Linked DNA regions of Ovis aries: region 1 is linked to region 2. The links are chromatin contacts, called in public Hi-C maps. All regions are on one chromosome and are shown on one strand. The core of a region is the stretch at or near the end of the contact, and the rest is flanking DNA. Distances in the headings are between cores, read along the strand shown.

What was found. A called contact is a pair of places that touch in the nucleus more often than the background predicts.
Region 1: a contact with region 2 is called in a Hi-C map of tail adipose tissue, with 4 times the contacts expected there. The contact joins the promoter of DTWD2 here to the enhancer-like site in region 2. A contact is called at or near these places in 5 of 16 Hi-C or Micro-C datasets (blood, hypothalamus, muscle and 1 more).

Annotation. Positions count from the first base shown.
Region 1 is chr5:32,581,850-32,584,569 of ARS-UI_Ramb_v3.0, forward strand. It overlaps DTWD2 (DTW domain containing 2), which reads left to right and starts at 1,291. Exons shown (of 6, transcript XM_004008691.6): 1 at 1,291-1,606. The coding sequence starts at 1,389.
Region 2 is chr5:32,273,561-32,276,379 of ARS-UI_Ramb_v3.0, forward strand. All of the region lies in intron 2 of TNFAIP8 (TNF alpha induced protein 8), which reads right to left. Among named protein-coding and RNA genes, the nearest start is that of TNFAIP8, 68 kb to the right of the region's middle. Within about 2 kb of position 1,506, at least 6 of the 54 cell types and tissues checked have an H3K27ac peak or open chromatin away from gene starts, as enhancers often do.

The sequences.
Region 1 (2,720 bases), core at 41-2,540, 310 kb after region 2:
CTGGAGATCAGAGTTTAAGGGTTGTCACAGGAGACTTTTAGTAGTTAAAGAGTTGGTTCTCCAATCTAAATTGCATCCTTATTTCTTTGTTTTCTGATTCACCTCCTTTTGTACAGTCTCTAGGATTTCATTATCTCCCAACTACAACTGACATTAAGTTCCAGCTTTTTCTCCCATCCCACATTCATCACCAGGCAGGTTTTTCAGCTTTTTTCTATTCTCCCTTCGAGTACTCCAAAATAAATGACAGGCACCCTTTTCAGGGGAAAAGAATGCAGGAAAGTTGAAAACAATAGCCTTGTATTCTATATACAAGCTTGATTTTAAGATGACTAAAAATGTCATAGTGAGATCAACATTTTAAGAAATACAGTACTGTTCTATTACTATCACTGATAAATCTACTTTATTTTATATTCACTCTTTCGTAGCTCAAGAATCAAGATAATTGTCATTGCAAAACAATTCATATGTCTGGTGAAAACTTTTTTTGTTTAAAACGTTGAATGCTGGAAGAAGTAACAAAGTATTAATAAGTGAGAAGAATCAGCACCCACATAAGGCAAGAAGTAGTCTCTTTTCTAAAGTGAAGTTAGTTAGTTTTTAAAAAACTGCGGGCTATATTGCTGTTTTTCAGAGCTGTAAAACCTTAGGCAAAGCAGTTATCTTTCTGTGGCTTTTCTTTCCTCTCCATGAAAGCTCAGCTCTCTTACTGCCTCCTGAGCTTAGGGTCCTCGGATAATGAAACAAAACAAAAAAAACCTCATTTAAAGAAATATTTAGTGTCTAGCGTAAAATGCATGTTTGCTATTGGAAATACCAAGTACAAGTCACAGGGCACAGGTTCCCGACCTTCGAGAGTAGGAAATCCTCTGAAGCAGACCAGCAGTGAATCCTATTTACAGTCGGTGCATACTTTCCCTTGCTGGCCTGAAACTATCAAGTACATCAGCGGCTGCGACTGTGTGCACTCACGCAGCTACTAATAATTATTAAACTGCCATCCTGAGGCGGAATATGCAGAATTCCACTTTACTTTCACTTTTGAAGGGGTTAAAAATAAGGAAAGCACAACTTTGCCACCTGAGATGTTTTCAGAAAAGTTTTTTTTACTTGCCCCAGAGACACTACCCTAACCTCACTAGCTTCCCAGGACAAACCACACTTTGCTTCCGGGTTCTAGCTGAGCTGTTTTACTGGGCACAAGCCAATGGGCTCATTCCTTCTCTGCGGCGGGCGGGGGGGTCTTCCGCCTGGGCTTCGGAGACCCGCCCTCCGTACGTGGCGTGCGTGCGTAGCGCCGTGCGACGCGGGACGGTTTCTTCAGCGTGTGGCGCCCCCCGGCGGTAGCAGGGAAGCGATGTGAGGGCCGGCCCTGAGCGCCTGCCATGGAGCAGCACCAAGAGGCGCGAACACCCGGGGACCCCGTCGCGTGGCCGCCTGGGACCTTGAGGTCTCAGACGCCCGAGGAGGAGGAGCCGCGGGTGGGCGGGTCAGCGCCAGCGGCGTCTGTTTTGGACGCGGAGGCGTATGGGGCCAGTGCGGACGGGCTGTGGGAACTGCCAGTGGAGCCGGCGGAGCGGAGGCCCGAGTGCAGCCACTGCAGGTGACCGCCGGGCGGGGGCGAGGGCGGGGACTGAAGGCCGGCAGCGCACTTGGGGGGCGGGTGGGGGAGGGAAGGGGCGCGCTGCAGCGCCCCCTGCTGGGGAGGCGGCTGCTGCGACTCGGACCAGGGGAGCGTTGTCTCTGCGCTTGGAGCAGCAGGGTCCACTGGTTGACGTTGAAATCACTGTGAAGTAGCCACCACTCTTTCAGTAAGAAGCCTTTTCTCCAGATTCAGGATTACTTACCCTTAATTCATGCAAGACACTGGCGGGTCATGGGATGAGCGGACAAGAAGCTCCGCTGTCAAGAAACAAGTGTCTGATGGAGGAAGTAAGGCGTAATGACAGTAATAACACTTCTATGTTTATGTGACACAGCCGTCTCACGGTCAAAACAAAAGCATAAAACGGGTTAGAGGCGAGAGACAATCAAGGTGGCTATTACAGTAGTTGAGATTGGATTCCGAATTCTGAATTCACTTAGAAATATATAGTGAGCACCTACTGTGAGCCAGGCACTGTGCCAGGTTTCTGGTAACCTAGGCATGGATTGCGGAGAAGGCAATGGCACCCCACTCCACAATTCTTGTCTGGAAAATCCCATGGACGGAGGAGCGTGGTAGGCTGCAGTCCATGGGGTCGCTAAGAGTCGGACACGACTGAGCGACTTCACTTTCGTGCATTGGACAAGGAAATGGCAACCCACTCCAGTGTTCTTGCCTGGAGAATCCCAGGCACGGCGGAGACCGATGGGCTGCCGTCTATGGGGTCGCACAGAGTCGGACATGACTGAAGCGACTTAGCAGCAGCAGGAATGGATAGAACATGTTACTGAGCTCACTGGGCCTCTTCTGGTCTAATGAGGAGACTGTTTATTAAACTGAGTGAATGTGAGTGAAGTCGCTCAGTCGTGTCGGACGCTTTGCGACCCTGTGGACTGTAGCCTACCAGGCTTTTCCGTCCACGGGATTCTCCAGGCAGGAATACTGGAGTGGGTTACCATTTCCTTCTCCAGGGGATCTTCCCGACCCAGGGATCGAACCCAAGTCTCCCGCATTGGAGGCAGACGCTTTAACCTCTGAGCCACCAGGGAAGCAGCAATTAGCACTGTCTGCT
Region 2 (2,819 bases), core at 256-2,755:
TCTGAACAGTTTTGGTAAGAAAGAAGAATTATAGACAGAAGCTAAAGACAGGGAGCTCGTAGAGCAGTCCTCAAAGCCTTTGACTGTGTGGATCACAATAAACTGTGGAAAATTCTGAAAGAGATGGGAATACCAGACCACTTGACCTGCCTCTTGAGAAATCTGTATGCAGGTCAGGAAGCAACAGTTAGAACTGGACATGGAACAACAGACTGGTTCCAAATAGGAAAAAGAGTACGTCAAGGCTGTATATTGTCAACCTACTTATTTAACTTCTATGCAGAGTACATCATGAGAAACGCTGGGCTGGAAGAAACACAAGCTGGAATCAAGACTGCCGAGAGAAATATCAATAACCTCAGATATGCAGATGACACCACCTTTATGGCAGAAAGGAAGAGGAACTAAAAAGCCTCATGATGAAAGTGAAAGAGGAGAGTGAAAAAGCTGGCTTAAAGCTCAACATTCAGAAAACGAAGATCATGGCATCCAGTCCCATCACTTCATGGGAAATAGATGGGCAAACAATGGAAACAGTATCAGACTTTATTTTTTGGGGTTCCAAAATCACTGCAGATGGTGATTGTAGCCAGGAAATTAAAAGATGCTTAATCCTTGGAAGAAAAGTTATGACCAACCTAGATAGCATATTGAAAAGCAGAGACATTACTTTGCCAACAAAGATCCATCTAGTCAAGGCTGTGGTTTTTCCAGTGGTCATGTATGGATGTGAGAGTTGGACTGTGAAGAAGGCTGAGCGCTGAAGAATTGATGCTTTTGAACTGTGGTGTTGGAGAAGACTCTTGAGAGTCCCTTAGACTGCTAGGAGATCCATCCAGTCCATTCTGAAGGAGATCAGCCCTGGGATTCCTTTGGAGAGAATGATGCTAAAGCTGAAACTCCAGTACTTTGGCCACCTCATGGGAAGAGTTGACTCATTGGAAAAGACTCTGATGCTGGGAGGGTTTGGGGGCAGGAGGAGAAGGGGACGACAGAGGATGAGATGGCTGGATGGCATCACGGACTCGATGGACATGATTCTGAGTGAACTCCGGGAGTTGGTGATGGACATGGAGGCCTTGCGATTCATGGGGTCACAAAGAGTCAGACATGACTGAGCAACTGAACTGAACTGAACTGAACAGTATCTAACCCACTTCAGTTGCCTTTGGAGATATGAAGGCAACTCTCCTATGCTTCCCTAGGACTTGTAACTAGGAAATCAGGACATTCTTGACAGATTTAAGGATCGACAGTTGTGACAGATACCCAATGCCGGAGCATCATCTGTGCTCTGAGACAGGAAAAGAGGAAGCAGCTGCGACTTCTAGCCCTAGAAACAGCGCGACAGCTTGGCGGCGGAGGAATCTGTCCAATCCCTTACAAAGGCGACTGGTGCTCAGATGCAGGCGCGGTTCTCTATCTCTTTCTGGTGAGCTTAGCTCTGCAGCTGAAGCAAGGTTCTGCTCAGCACCCCAACACCCCCAGGCCCCACCCCGGGAGTGTGAGTGGTATTGCTGGTGATGGACGCGCCCCGGAGCTTCGCAGTGACAGTACATAAGCCATTTCATTAGGGAAGTCTGGGTGTGTCTTATCTTGTATTTCTCCTCCATCTATCTGCAACCACATAACAGTGGCTTTCAGAACACCAGCTTCTCTTGAGTGTGCACGCTCTCCACGTTATCTGGGCATCTCACAGCAAGGCACTATCACTTCAATCATTTCACTGTCCCCACGCCCAGAGAAAGCAGGTGACAAGCACAATTTCAAAGAGGTTAAGTAGATTATTGGACGAGGCCCTGCAAGCTGGGGCAGGACCGAGAGAGAAGCCATGAGACCCAGAACCATCTCCAAACACAGGCGCTCTCTCTGGCCTAGTTTCATTGACTGCTTATTACACACCCCAAGAAAGACACTTCCTCTATGGCTACCCACATCCTTATCAGCAGTGCATTCGACAAAATCAGCACAAGGATAATGCAGTTGATGGCTGCATGAAAATGTGCACCATTTGTTTATTTCAACAGATGCCATAGTCTCCAGGACAGAACTGGAAATGTCTGCGAAACACCTTGACCTTCATGCTTTGGCATTTCCAATTTTCTCCCTAGTCCTTAGGGCATGGTCTGGTGACAAGAGTACTGCTATCTTCTTTTCATTCAACCCTTCCCTCTTCCCGTCAATCCTATCTAGACCCCCCTTTTCAGTCTTCTTCCTGCCACCGCAGCCCTCTCAATGGCCTCCCTAAAGCCAGTGCCACAAACAGGGCCTCCTCTTTGACTCAACTTGATTCCCTTTGCCCCTCAGCTCTTCCGGGAGGAAGGAGTCATTGGCAAGGGAAGAAGGCAGGCTGAGGGGGGATTATTCCAGGGCCTGAGTCTGGTAAAGTGCTCCAGAAGCACTTTCTGAATGCTATCACAGAGACAGCGAATGGTCACCTCTTACCTGAAAAGGCTTGTGCCAACAGGAGCACGTGTTTCATGCCTGGAGGAGAGCAGAGAAACCCTACCAGATGCTGAGCAGCGTGTGTGATTTCCCTGTGTTCGCTCACTCTCCCTGAAACCCTGGGAGGTGGGCACCATGATTCCTGGGTTGTAGCCGAGGAAACCAAGCTCCATAAATGTAACATACTTGCTCAGGGCAAGGCCAGCATGGGTACACGGGATCTCTTATTCCAAATTGGTTGGCTTTTTCCTTGTCGTATCATATCACGAAAGGGTGATATGGTTCACCAGAGAGCACACACAGGGGACTGTCTGGAAAATAAAGAGAACACTTGGCAGCCCACCGTTTAAGGACAGGCAGAGCAGTGAGTTCAC